Linked DNA regions of Mus musculus: regions 1, 3, 4 and 5 are each linked to region 2. The links are chromatin contacts, called in public promoter capture Hi-C maps. All regions are on one chromosome and are shown on one strand. Each heading gives the region's core, a stretch centred on a gene start, on an enhancer-like site or on the middle of the called end of the contact. The rest is flanking DNA. Distances are from core to core; before and after follow the strand shown.

Evidence for each region. Promoter capture Hi-C pulls out the DNA fragments that hold promoters and counts their contacts. Capture Hi-C pulls out chosen DNA fragments and counts their contacts.
Region 1: a contact with region 2 is called in a promoter capture Hi-C map of adipose tissue. The contact joins the promoter of Pyroxd1 here to the promoter of Kcnj8 in region 2. A contact is called at or near these places in 4 of 39 promoter capture datasets (embryonic stem cells, frontonasal cranial neural crest and liver), 1 of 484 Hi-C or Micro-C datasets (LSK cells), 2 of 115 datasets of contacts at active chromatin or transcription factors (effector CD8 T cells and memory CD8 T cells) and 2 of 9 other capture datasets (adipose tissue and liver).
Region 3: a promoter capture Hi-C map of embryonic stem cells shows a contact between it and region 2, with 2.4 times the contacts expected there. The contact joins the promoter of Slco1a5 here to the promoter of Kcnj8 in region 2. A contact is called at or near these places in 2 of 39 promoter capture datasets (both in embryonic stem cells) and 1 of 9 other capture datasets (adipose tissue).
Region 4: a promoter capture Hi-C map of the HPC-7 cell line shows a contact between it and region 2, with 2.6 times the contacts expected there. The contact joins the promoter of Sult6b2 here to the promoter of Kcnj8 in region 2. A contact is called at or near these places in 9 of 39 promoter capture datasets (the C10 cell line, the HPC-7 cell line, cranial neural crest and 6 more), 1 of 484 Hi-C or Micro-C datasets (embryonic stem cells) and 1 of 115 datasets of contacts at active chromatin or transcription factors (embryonic stem cells).
Region 5: a promoter capture Hi-C map of liver shows a contact between it and region 2. The contact joins the promoter of Cmas here to the promoter of Kcnj8 in region 2. A contact is called at or near these places in 13 of 39 promoter capture datasets (the 3T3-L1 cell line, 3T3-L1-derived adipocytes, the C10 cell line and 9 more), 2 of 484 Hi-C or Micro-C datasets (embryonic stem cells and natural killer cells), 14 of 115 datasets of contacts at active chromatin or transcription factors (DN3 thymocytes, bone marrow-derived macrophages, craniofacial prominence and 8 more) and 2 of 9 other capture datasets (adipose tissue and liver).

The regions. Positions count from the first base shown.
Region 1 is chr6:142,344,307-142,347,006 of GRCm38.p6, reverse strand. It overlaps Pyroxd1 (pyridine nucleotide-disulphide oxidoreductase domain 1), which reads right to left and starts at 1,310. Exons shown (of 12, transcript NM_183165.3): 1 at 1,200-1,310. The coding sequence starts at 1,274.
Region 2 is chr6:142,570,225-142,572,924 of GRCm38.p6, reverse strand. It overlaps Kcnj8 (potassium inwardly-rectifying channel, subfamily J, member 8), which reads left to right and starts at 1,311. Exons shown (of 3, transcript NM_008428.5): 1 at 1,311-1,741; 2 at 2,472-2,700. The coding sequence starts at 2,546.
Region 3 is chr6:142,321,588-142,324,287 of GRCm38.p6, reverse strand. It overlaps Slco1a5 (solute carrier organic anion transporter family, member 1a5), which reads left to right and starts at 1,307. Exons shown (of 15, transcript NM_130861.3): 1 at 1,307-1,380.
Region 4 is chr6:142,803,164-142,805,863 of GRCm38.p6, reverse strand. It overlaps Sult6b2 (sulfotransferase family 6B, member 2), which reads left to right and starts at 1,398. Exons shown (of 6, transcript NM_001145390.1): 1 at 1,398-1,618. The coding sequence starts at 1,474.
Region 5 is chr6:142,755,353-142,758,052 of GRCm38.p6, reverse strand. Cmas (cytidine monophospho-N-acetylneuraminic acid synthetase) reads right to left here and starts at 1,367. Exons shown (of 8, transcript NM_009908.2): 1 at 1,027-1,367. The coding sequence starts at 1,280. It overlaps LOC115490443 (a long non-coding RNA gene), which reads right to left and starts at 745. Exons shown (of 2, transcript XR_003956544.1): 1 at 1-745.

The sequences.
Region 1 (2,700 bases), core at 61-2,560, 230 kb after region 2:
TCATCTTGGATTCTGTTCCACTGCCTGTCCCATGTCCCTGCTCATGTCCCACGAAGCTCAGCACCCTCAACCCCACGCCCTCAGGCCATACAACAGTCCTGTGACTCAACCTATTTGAATGTCCTATATCTGACCACTCTCTGCCTTTGTTTCCTCTTCATATTCTGTAATCTATCTTGTACATTTCTTGTTGGATCAAGTTCTCAAAACTTAATACTCCTGAGAACTATCTACAGGTTAGCTTCCTGCTTCACACAGCTGTCGACCATTTGCCCTTAACACACACACTGTAGCTAATCAAATTTACAAAGCTTTCACCCCTAACTCGAAACCATCTATTTGCAGACTTTCATTAAACACAGCAAGTCGTATCAACCTATGTGGTCTGAACTCTGGCAGTCTTCCTTGCTTCTGTCTCTTATCAGCTTCTCTGCTTGCAATTTAAGTCATGCTTTCTTCCCATGAAGGCTACACTGTGGAGTATGTTTTTCTTCTCTATTTGGTAATCTTTACACATTAAGAGAAGTTAATTACCCCTTACCTTAATTCACTCCTACCAGTAACTCCTAAGATTAAGGTAACACAGTGATGACGTGACTTGGAATATGAACTCTTTGATGGATAAACAGGAGCTGCACCACCCAAGTTTAACAACTCAAAAAACACTTCCTGCTACTATTTCTGGTGACTTCAGCGGTTGGTGATCGCAACAAAATAGTTCTTTTCTGTAATACGCACATGTAAACACATCTGATTCATTTGTTTATCATGATTAGAATTTCCTCATCTGTAGTCCTTTGCCCCAAACTTCTGCTAGACATGAAATTTTATCTTTGGAGTTCAAGGTAACGTTGAAATTATTTATTAACGTCGTGGCACTTATCAAGAAACTAAATTTCATGTGTGAAGGAAATCTGAAAAGTGGGAGAATTTTCTGTCCAAACGCCAAGGTCTCCTGCCCACTGGCACACTATTCCACCCGGAGTCTGGTTCGATTTTGGATTCCTAGCTAATTAGGCACTGTCTACTCCTGGCCCCAAACGCTACAACGGGGCTCTGCGCAGCCTCCCCACCAGCGGCGCCGCCGAGTGGGCGTGGGGAAAAGCCGGAAGAGCGACCCGCGAAGCGGTGCCGCCCGCCGCAATCTCCCGTAACCACGACAACAGGGTCCAGAAGGGGCGGAGCACGCGCCCACGAACCTGCTCGGCACACGTGACGCCAGCGATGCCACCTCCTACCACCACGAATGTCCCTGCCGGTCGCGGGGCCTCCATAGTTCCCCGGGGGCTGGCGGCAGACTGAACACTGGTGAAAGTTCCAGCTATTTTCTACCCGGAAGAGACGCTGCCCACAAATCACTTCCGGCGCTCGGGCCATTGACATTGGACTACGGGTGCCCGGAAGCTCACACTTAGTCCGTATGAGTATTTCCCACGTGTTTTGCGTTTGAAAATCTGGAGGCAGACTTTCCGGCTGTTACCACGCCCACATCTTGAACTCTGGTTGCCCCTGCCTTAGGGGACTTTCATGCGAGCCTCTTCTTATTCTGTAGGGGAAGAACTCGAATCCTCTGGAATAGTCTCGATTGCTGCCCTTCACATAGCAATGGGATATTGTGAAAACTCATTCTTTTTGTTTTTGTTTTTGTTTTTTGCGAGACAGGGTTTCTCTGTATAGCCCTGGCTGTCCTGGAACTCACTTTGTAGACCAGGCTGGCCTCGAACTCAGAAATCCGCCTGCCTCTGCCTCCCGAGTCCTGGGATTAAAGGCGTGCGCCACCATGCCCGGCCTTTGAAAACTCATTCTTTATGACATCTTTATGACAATCAAATACTGTTGAATAGTTGAAGAAGTTAGCCTCTAACTTCCAATTCTGAGCTCAGTAAAAATGTACAGGTGCAAAAACATAGCATTTCTTAACAGTTATAGTTTCCTAGTGTTCATTTGCCTGAGGAATGGCGTTCAGAAATGGCTGAGTTGTTTTCACCTCTTTCCTCTGCAGTATCCTCTCTTACCTTGCTGTTAATCTTTGTGCCCTTGTGGATTGTCTCGCTTGGCGGTTTGATTTTAATATTAAGGCCTTTTTTAATCGTCTCTGTCTAACACTGGTATTTATTGATGCCTCTTTAATTCTTTAAACTCTGAGGATGGCCAATCTGGGTAACAGGGACTCTATATCTCATTATAGATATACACTGCTTCATCGTTTTACAGGAGACCATTTGCTCCTCAGCTTTGAATGACACCGCTGCTTTCTTTCTTTTCTTAGCACACACAACGTCAGCTTTTTGCAACTCCTTTCCCTCAATAAGCTGCCGCTCCTCATCAATAACTTTAATAACTGTAAAATGGAGAAAGGAGTTGCCTCTATGTAGCCCAAAAACATCTTATGAGTTTAAACCTACCCTGCTTTACTTCATCCCAACTACACCAAAGTCGTAAGCTCCTTGACACGACCCCAGCTACTATTTCTGGTGACTTCAGTGGTTGGTGATCTCAGTAAAATAGTTCTATTTGTAATACCCACATGTAAACACACCTGATTCATTTGTTTATCATAGTTAGAACTTCTGTTGGACATGTTACTCATCAACATAAATAGAAATATTAACTAATATTCAAACTGTATCCATTCACCATTTGCTGTTTTACTTTAGAACATAAAAAAAAAACAATAACAAAACAGTGAAGGGATGGTCA
Region 2 (2,700 bases), core at 62-2,561:
GAAATCACATAAGCACAGAGGAGTAGCCGTGTAGTTCAGTTGGTAGAGTGGTTGTCTATGCACAAGGTCTTAAACAAAACAAAACAAACCCCAGACATGATGGCACACACCTACGATCCCAGCACAAGGAAGATAGGCAGGAGGATTAGAAGTTCAGGGTCACCATAGGCTACACAGCAAGTTCGAGGCCAACTCAGAATATGTGAAACCCTGTCTTCTGAAAAAAAAAAAAAAAAGAGTTTAATGTTTTTGGTGTTAAATTAGTAGACAGTAAATTGCACAGCAAGGTGCACTTCAAACTGTATTTCAGTGGCAGAACTCACAGCACAAATGTTGTCTGCATGGCTGCTATGAGGCTACAACATGAATTACTGCAGAAAACAAAGGAAACAAAAAGAATCTCACTGACAGGACAGGCCCTCCAGAATGCAAGGGGTTAAGCAGATCTACCCACAGTGGAAAAAGGGAAGGGGGGCTCTTCATTTTCCTTCATTAAAGACTAATTTTAGGTCTTTCTAGTAAATTAACATGCTGTTTATACTTCGGATACTCCCGACCCTCAAGTCTTGGAAAACATAAAATTTCCAAGAATTAAAGTTTCCATTAATACAAACGCCAAAAGCAGGATGACCGGCGGGGGGGAAAAAAAGCACATTTGTTCCCCCACCCCCACCCCCGCTCCTTCTCAAAAGCTATAGAAAGACATTTACTGTATAATCTTTCTTGTGCGCAAGTGAGCAGTCTTATCATTCTTACGATCTAGACTGGAGGGAGAGGCCTGCGGCCAAGAGTCAAAACGGAGCCGCGACTGCGCCTGCCTGCCCCGAAGGCAGGTGTGGTGCTGGACTTTGCTTAGCCGTCCTGCTGGGTGTAAATTTTCTTTATTGGAAGAGACTGTTGATGGTGTTTTTGTTGTTAGTCTCTATCTTTGTTTCCCTTTTTGTTTCTTTTGTGTGACTTTAAGTGCCTGAAAACTGGTCTTAGTTGGTGAAATCGGTTTTTTTTCCGAAAGGATTTCAGCCCTCCCACCCCTCTATATTCTAACACGAATAGATTTACAAGTTCAGGGCAGGGACCCCACCCTCACCCCACGCTCACCCCACAATCACCCCACCCAAAACACCTACACTCTCTCTATCTGGTTTTATTTCATCTGAAGTAACCCAGTGATACCCCCCCCCCGCAAGTTACACTTTAAAAAATAATAAATTAAAATCTCTTTGCGTCAGTGAACTTGGGCTCAGAAAGTTCTCTGAGCAGCGAGCCTTTTAAAGATGTGTGTGCCGGTCTGGCAGCAGAATCCGGGCTACTGGGAACCGAGCTGGCTCGGCTGGTGCCTCCTCCCCCGGTGGTCCCTCCCTTCTGGCCGGCTCCCTGCCTCCCCGGCTCCCCCGACTGGCCTCCGCCTCCACTTTCCCCGGCTCGCTCGGAGGTCTGGCCCCAGCTAGGCGGCTGAGGAGCTGGCGGAGCATGGCCACTAGCACCTCTATCCCCAGCTCCTACCCCGCCCTCCCCGTGGCCCGGCAGCAGGAGGGGGGAAGCCAAACCCAACCCTCATCTTCCAGCCCTCCTCCCCGCGTGCACTATGGATCGCACCTTCTAGAGTCTTAACTCAGTTCTGGAGGACCAACATCCCCCGGATCTGCACTTCGGGAGGTCTCTGCTCCCGGGATGCGAGAGCCTGGGACCAGCCCGCCCTGTGCGGAGCTCAAGCCGCAGCCGGGAGCGCAAACCCGAGTCTGTAAGTTGCATCGCGCCTCCCGGGGAGAGGAGGGGAAGCCGGCTATAGCGCAGCCCAAAGCCAAACAGTCAAGGTGTACCCAGATTGGCTCGAGCTGTGCAAATCCACTGCAGACCTCAGCAGTGTCTCTAATCCCCGCGTCGCAAATTACTTTCCAGCATATAGTATGATATAGGTTCAGAGGGAGGGGCGGGGAGTCTGGCTGCCTTTTAAAACGCATCTCGTAAATCCTTCCAATTTAATATCAATCATTTTCAAGTTCGAAAACGCAATGTTTGGTATCTTTTAATTACAGTTAATATTTTCTTAATGAACAGGAAGCAGTTTTCTTCGCTGCTACTAAAAGAATCCCTCCATCTTTCCTTTTAACCTTGCTACTTTATCTAAATAGTTTAGCAAGTAGATAGTGAACCCACTTGGCCTTTAATTTTCGTCCTCAGGCTTGCCTGACTAATCCCGAGACACAAAAGAATATACAGAAAATGCTTAAAGATTTGCTTATAGCGGTTATTTCCAAGAGTGAGCAGGGAGGAGAGAGAGAGAGGGGGGGGGGGATTCCTCCGGTTCTGATCAAAAGTTTTCTCTGGGATCCCAGACCTCAGACACAAAGTGGGTTCTCTTTTGTATTGATCACATCTTTAATTTAATATGTGTGTAAAACAGCATCCCTTTGTACAGATACCTGAGACGAGGAAATGAAGTTGACAGTTTTTAATAAGCGTTTCTCTAGTCTAGGAGGACGCGTGTGGAGGAAAGGAGCCACAGGTTCAGGCAGGTGCATAGGCGGGCTATGGTGAAAGGAAGATGTTGGCCAGGAAGAGCATCATCCCGGAGGAGTATGTGCTGGCGCGCATCGCAGCGGAGAACCTGCGCAAACCGCGCATCCGCGACCGTCTCCCCAAAGCCCGCTTCATCGCCAAGAGCGGAGCCTGCAACCTGGCACACAAGAACATCCGAGA
Region 3 (2,700 bases), core at 58-2,557, 250 kb after region 2:
GCCAGTGCATGGCCAGCCAGGCCTCCAGGGCAGAGGCACAAGCGCATTCCCTCAACAGGTGTGTATTCTTATGGAGATCAGAAGTCAGTTTTAAGTGTCACACAGGCACCATCCACCTCTGGGTTTTGAGACAGGGTCATGAACTGGCCTGAAGATTGTTAAGTAGGCTAGGATGACCAGACTGGAAGTACCAGGGATCTGCCTGACTCCACATTTCCAGTGTCCAGCTTTTAAATGTGGGTTCTGGAGATTAAAACCAGATTTCAGGCTGTGGGCATTGAGGATGGGAGAAGGGGGTGGTGGGTAAGTCTATTTTAAGCTAGGCAGTTAAATGTTCTCTCTGTCTCTATCTCTGTCTCTCTTTCTCCTTCTCCTTCTCCCCCTCCTGCTCTTCCGTTCCTCCTTCTTTCCTTCCTTCATTCTTGTGTGTGTGTGTGTGTGTGTGTATGTTTGTGTATGTATGTTTGTGTATGTGTTTTTATCTCCAGCAGTAAGTTTCTATTTCTCTAGTTAGTGTGTCTGTCTTTATTGGCCATACCACAAAGAATAGAAAAAAATTAGGAGACCAACTCTTACCCCAGACAATCAATAATTCCAGAGACAGAAACATTATCTCTAGTAGAAAACGGGGTACATAGATACTTTTAGAACAATGGACAAGAGAGAGAAGGTTACACACCAAGTAGGACATCCTAACCCCCAACCCCAACCCCTAAACACCTTAAAGCTGGTATTGCCCACCCCGCACACCCTCTGGAGCCTCCCTTTCTATATGAGAAGCCTGCAAGGCTTGCCGCTAAACACAGAGGTGCTGTCTTTTAATTCTTTAACTCATGGAAACGCAGAAGCCAGCTGGCAGGGATATCATGCCTACCTACACTTCTGTGATGGATCAGTCTCCCCCAGGTCCTCCGTGCACATCTAAGTTCATGAAGTGGGCAATTATAAAAGTACATGAGGCTTGCTAAAGGCTTTTTAATGAGTGCCAGTAACAGGAAGCCACATTTGAGGGAGCTTTCTGTGGTCTTTTGAGAAGATGTTTCAATTGTGAGCCAAGGCCACTGAGGAGTTAACTGCTTGAAACCAAATAAATCAGGAGGGAGGGGCCTCAGGCTCCAAGTGGCTAATCTTGGAATCTGTTTCCAAGATTATAACCTGTTTTATGCAACCTTCAAAACCAAAGAAACTTTAACAAAAGATTAGAAGTTATATAAACAAAGATCTCTTTATTCACCCGCCTGCTTTCCCAAGGGACAGAAGGCTCTGTCTACACTCTGCAGGGTGTCTCTTCTGCCAGCCTCTCAGTACATGACTTAGGAAAGCATCCGTGAGCTTATACACCAGCAGCAACCGTCAATGGGATTGCTGAGGAGTGCTCAGGTAAAGGTCGTTCATTTCCTCTGCTGGTTGTGGGTCCAATCCGGCAACTTTTGCTTGGGAAAACGAGAGGCAGATTTAATTATAAGTTATAAATTTAAGAGTCTTTGAGTTTTCTAATATTGGCTTTTAAAATTCTTGATAGCAACAGCAACTAGATTTAATACTGGATTTATTCTGTGCAATGGCAAAAAGTGATTGTTTATTCCTCCACAAAGTTTGGTGTGCCTGGAGTTTTTAAGTGTGTAGCTACAAGTGGTTTGTTTGGTGAATTAGAAAAGAGTCTAACTGGAGTCTCAGGAGTGTTGTTGTTTGCTCTTTGCTTTGTCAATGGCCTGGAAGGCCTCTCTTTCTTTGTTTAGGTCCCCTGTATCAGCCTTTCCAATTCCCATAAGCCTTGCATTCTCTATAGGTTCTTTCTTTTTTCTTTTCTTTTATTTTTATTTTTATTTTTAGCTTTATTTATTTTTTGTATATAGGTACACTGTAGCTGTCTTCAGACACACCAGAAGAGGGTATCAGATCCCATTACAGATGGTTGTGAGCTCTGGAAGAGCAGCTGGTACTGAGCCATCATCTCTCCAGCCCTCTCTATAGGTTCTTATCTCCCACCCTCCAAATCCCAAAGGAAAGCCATCAACATTCATACTGTCCACCCCCCCCCCCCCCCAGTCTTCACGGGCATTCATGCTAAAATTAAAAAGAAAAACGTTACTTAAAGACAAACAAACAAACAAACAGTAGCACAGAGTCAGTTGTTGCTTATCTTCATATTTTTCTGTATTCACAAACAATGTACAAGAATGTTTGTCATTGCATGTGTGTGTCATTGCATGTGTGTGTCATTGCATGTGTGTGTCATTGCATGTGCGTGTCATTTCATGTAACCATAGACATAGATCCTCTTTCATTCTGACTTTTAAGACCATCTGATAGTCAGGGTTTGTTGCTATCTTCATTTAAGTTTTATGGAAAACTTACTGTGTCAGTGTGCATATATAAATCGTGCTTGGTCTGTAGGTGACAGCAGGTGGGTCCCCCAAAGTGAATTCACACAGGCCTGGTGTCCTGCTGTTCACAGACCCACCACTCCACACCCTGCCACTGGGTATTGGGCAGCTCTTGATTTCCTTCATTTACTGCCTGAAGCCAGGGCGTACGTAGATTGTTTTGGGTGAATTGTCTCTGCACCTAACCACCCCTGTGAAAACCCACTTTGGTTATTTCCCTTTTATAGGAGTTATATTTTGCCTCACATTAGAGTCACAAACTGCTTTCTCTCCATGCTTCGGATACTTCCCCATGCCATCATTTTTCCTCTAT
Region 4 (2,700 bases), core at 149-2,648, 230 kb before region 2:
CTTCAATACCGAGTGATTGCTTAGTCCTAGAAACATGTTCATGCAAGCAACACTGTCAGTACTGAGTCATGTTGTACTGAGTACTGACTGTACATTTATTCATTTATGTTTATGTGTATATATAACAACAAAGTTAAAGAAGAGGAGAGTGTGAATTTTGGAGGGGAGGACCTACAAGGGGTAGGAGGGAGGAGGGGGAGGGGAGAAATGACTTAAAATAATTATATTTTAATTACGTAAAAATAAGTATCTAAAAGGGAGCCAATGGGTAGTTATGCAAAAATTAGCTATCAAAAATTAATCCTGCCAATAGTTTTATTTTTAAAAAGGACCTTGAATTTCCAATCCTCCTGCCTCCACCTGCTGGGTGCTGGGATTGTAGATCTGTACCACTATACATTGTGTCTGTGTGGCTGGGCATCCATTCCTGGCTTCCTACATGCTACGTAGCTGCACCAAGTGAGCAGCCCACCCTCAAGCTCTGCTTTCTGTTGGCTTGTCCTAGAACACAGCAAGCCAGGACACTTCATTGCTGTCCTCCGTTCATGTGTTTATTCTATTAGTGCATTCTCTGTCATCTCCTGTGTATATGATCTGTTACTATGTATATGTTTCTGTTACTGCCATGGGCATCTTTCTTCTTCAGATATTTTCCCTACAGTATAACCTCTATTTTTGACACTCGATTAAAATTTTGTCCATTTCTTCATTAATGTTCCTTCCATTGTCAGACAAGCCAAATTTTCAACTGAGTTTCATTGAAATAACTGAGCATTTCTTTACTATATCTAATTGAATCTGGAATATTGTAATATTACCAACCAAGACTAAAATTGAGTGAGATAAGAATTAACTTCCTTCTCTCTACAGATTCCTGTTTGCATGTGTTCTCAGGAAATCTCTTTTTAGTGTGGTATTCTGACTATCACTGTATTTCTTCTAAACTACAGCTCATAAAGGCTGTCGCAAGAGTATTTCCCAATTCCTGGAGACATTCTTATTTCCCTGTTGCTGTGTCCCCTCAAACTTTAAATACTGACTACTTCCTATACTGTAGAAACCCAATTTTCTTAATTACTTTCAGTGACATAATTCATTGTAGTGACTAAAGACTTTACCTATTTAGGACAAAGGATTTGATAGTGGTACAATCTTAACACAGTGATTACTCCTGGCTGCCTGGTAGTTTTCTATGCAAATGAGCCTGAACTGAGTGGAAGGACACATTTTGTAACCTGTGTTATCAGAAAAATTCAGATAACATGACTTTTATAATAGACATTGGCTCAGTTGTGGTTTAAAAATTATTCTTCTAGAGAGCTGCAAAAGGTATATATAGACACATGGAATATCAGCTTGGAGATACCAAGATTCCTCTGCCACTCTGCTGAGGTTGTGACCAAGGGCCAGGTTTGTCTGTGGCTTGTGGAGGGACTGTGCTGACTATACAGCCTCTAATAGGGTCAGTGGAAGATGTCATGCCAGAGTCAGCCAAGTCTCCTCCATAAGTACATGGGCATCTTCTTCTCTACCATGTCTTCAGAAGAACTCCTTGGTTCCTTGGACTCTTTTGATGCTAGAGAAGATGACATATTTCTGGTTTCCTACCCAAAATCTGGTGAGTTTCCCCCTAAAATGTACTAAAAGATACAGAGATGCAACAGTAAGAGGTATAGAAACATTGTTTCCATTTACTTAGTGTTCTATAAGATACAGAGATGCAACAGTAAGAGGTAGAAACATTGTTTCCATTTACTTAGTGTTCTATAAGATACAGAGATGCAACAGTAAGAGGTAGAAACATTGTTTCCATTTACTTAGTGTTCTATAAGATACAGAGATGCAACAGTAAGAGGTAGAAACATTGTTTCCATTTACTTAGTGTTCTATAAGATACAGAGATGCAACAGTAAGAGGTAGAAACATTGTTTCCATTTACTTAGTGTTCTATAAGATACAGAGAAGCAACAGTAATGGAAACATTGTTTTTGTTTCCATCTCAGACATTTTTTGGGGGTGGGGGGATGACTTTCAAGGATTTAGATTTCTTACTTTAAAAAGACTCAAGTGAAATGATTGAAGCTCTGCTAAAGTTTTCCTCTTCATTTGATTTATGAAGGTGCACAAATGTTGATATATCATATGAAATAAGCAAAATAGCTATGTGATAGATTCCCATTGTATCTTGCCCAGATCGTCCTGATGACTAAACAACCTTTGCTCAGCTCATACTTAATTGTCTATAACTTTTTTCATCTACACTAATAAGAGCCGTAAATACTTTCCCTGCTAAAGTTTTACTTCAGAATCGATTCGTACAGAGTTGTACACCCATGGGTGTCATTGAGTAAGTAATGCCACTCTGTACTTTCTTGGACTTAGTTCTATGATAATTTTGTTTGTTATGTAACATCCAGTTGCCTGCTACAATTTCCTTAGTAGTGGTCACATAGAGACGGTGGCTACAGTTAAGGTGTTCAACAACGAGCAGCCACGTCCAGTCAGTTATGCAGTGTAGTCACCAGTTAGATCGGGTCATCAGTGTGGGAAGAAGCAAAGTGCACAAAGGTCAGGGGTTTTGAGAACACACACACACACACACACACACACACACACACACACACACACACTCTGCTCAATTTCAATCCCAGAGAATCTGATGCCCTCTTCTGTAGACAGCAGGCACTCACAAGATACACA
Region 5 (2,700 bases), core at 118-2,617, 190 kb before region 2:
GGACCTGAGAGTCATGAACAATAATTTTGTTCTCAATCTATGGTCAGTATGACTTCAAACTCTTTTCCCTTCATAGATGTTACTTTGTCCCTGTGGCCTATACATAATTAACTTCTCACTCCTTTGCAGTCTGCATTCTGAGAGGTTTAAAAACACAAAACCAAACAAAAACCAATCGAGAGCTCCGTAAGGGATAGAACTGTGCACGGACCGTCTTGCTATCTCCTTGCGTGTGTATGGAAAAAAGTGGGGCTCAAGAAATGTTTACTGAGCTGAACCAAATTCACGATACTCCCCTATCTCTCCTCAGCACACTTCCTATTACGTGTTATTTTCAGAAGCCAGCTGTTTCTTTAGCTCCACCCAGAGCTTCCTTTGAGTCAAAACACAAAGAAAACTCATACATTTATATCTTTTGCTATCCCATCTTTAAACAATGTCAGTTGGGTGAAAAAAAAAATCTGCCTTCATAATATGGGGAAATCAATAGCCTTCTGAATCAATCATCTTAAAAGCCAAATCATCAAAAGGTAGCAATAAATTCAAGCAGAATTTGGATGCAGCTAGCACGGGCATTTAAATTCCTTGTTGGCAAAGGATTTTTATCTCCCTCCTTTGATGAATGGCATCAACTTGTAACTCCTGATCAATCCGGTGGAGGCCGAGAGGATGCAGAGATAAAAACTGCCTTTAGTGAGGCCAAAGTTCAAGAGGTAGGCTAAACCCATTCACACCCATAAAACAGTCATACCTCGTACACACGTAGGGACCATTTCCTCTTTGTGCTGACTCACAGCCTCACAGCCAGAGAATATTTTTTTCTCAAAGGTGAGGGAAGACTCTCTAAGCTGGGGAGCCCCAACTCGACTCCATTCATGCACCTGCTGCCTCCCGGGCCTTGCAGCACCCGGCAGTCTGCGCAGCCCAGAGGTGACAGGCGCCCATCAAGCAGGGGCGACCCAGGGTCAGGCCTGGGGACCCCGACCCCCGACCCCCGACCCGGGCCCGGCTCCCGCACATGCGCACCTCTGGAAGACCCCCGCATCCAGGGCGGCGCGCAGGACCCAGCCAATGAGCGGAACCCCCGCCAGGCGCTTGATGTTCTTCAGTGGGATGCCTTTGCTGCCGCCGCGGGCCAGCACCAGCGCTGCCAGGTGCGGCGGCTTCTCTAGGCCGCGCCCCGCGCCCCGGCTGCGCTGCAGCTTCGGGGGCCGGCCCCGGGACGGCCGTCCACGCGGGGCGGGCCCCGACGTGGCGGCCCCCTTCTCCAGCGCGTCCATCTTCCTCCCACGCCGCCGCTCCAACGTCTCCACATCCGGGAGCTCGGCCCCGCCGACTCCACTCGGTACCGCCCGCCTGCTGTGGCAGCTGTAGGCCACGCCCACGGCTCCGCCAGCCCCGGGGCACGCTGGGAGTTGTAGTTCCCCGCGCCGTCACCCTGCAGTGGGGCCGGCCAGGTGAGCTCAGAGGAGCCTCTAGTTGAATGGCGCTTTGTGCAGTGTTCAATAATGTCTGGAGATTTCTAAAATAAATGAGAATTAGTCCTCCTCCACTCATCTCCTCCTCTCCAGCCTCTTTCCGTTTTCCCATTTCTTCCTCCCCTTACACCTTCCTCCATTTCTTCCTTCTTCCCTTTTTTTTCCCTCTCCAACCACTCCCCATCAACATACTAGGTAACTTCAGGTCATGAGAAGCTGAGTCGGGTTTACTGGGCAACAGCCCCTAGCCATAAAGAATTGCTTAGTCCCAGCCTAATTGTTTCACAAACAATATTTTGGGCTCTCAAACAGTATGAGAGAGAGAGAGAGAGAGAGGGAGAGAGAGAGAGAGAGGCAGACAGAGAGAGAGGCAGAGAGAGGCAGACAGAAAGAGAGACAGAGACAGAGAGAGAGACAGAGAGAGAGAGAGAGACAGAGAGAGAGAGAGACAGAGAGAGACACACAGAGAGAGAGAGAGAGAGAGAGAGAGAGAGAGAGAGAGAGAGAGAGAGAGAGAGAATGTCTGTAAATGGGCTCAACCTGCAACAGCAGAAAGCTTGGGGCCCCTCGCTGTTGCAATAAATCAGTCTCAACCTGTGGGGATCAAGGTCTATCTTCTCTACCTCACTTTTCTTACAGTTATCATCATCCTCTTTTCTTACAGTTATCATCATCCTCTGCTTTGCTCTCTGACTGGAGCTAGCCTTGAACTCACTATATAGTTCAGATTAGCCAGGAACTCATGACATAGCTCAGGGTGGCCTGGAACTTGAGGCAATCTGGCTGAGCTGCCACTCCCAAGGAATGAATGAATGAATGAACTGAAGACCCTCCCCACTTGGAAACTTCTTAGTCCATACTATAGCATGGATCTATTTTATGATTTAATGCTTTTATATTAAACATCAATCTTCCTATGCTCCTGATTCATCTCCCTCTCCAAGAAATTGCCCCATTTTAATGTCCTACAGGTGCCTCGAACTCAACATTTTAAGCCATCGTCCCCCTCCCATGGGCTTGGCATTCCCTGCTAATTCAGCCAACAGTGTTACCTTCTGCTGGTGTGTCAGCTTTATTAATCCCTTCCAGTGTAGTGCACACCTGTTCCCTTCTAAAAAAAAAAAAAAACTTTTAAAAAGTTGTCTGATAAAATATATTCCTTTGAGAACCCACTGCCTCTCCCCAGGTGCGGGTGGGGTGTAAACACACATTCTTTTCATAG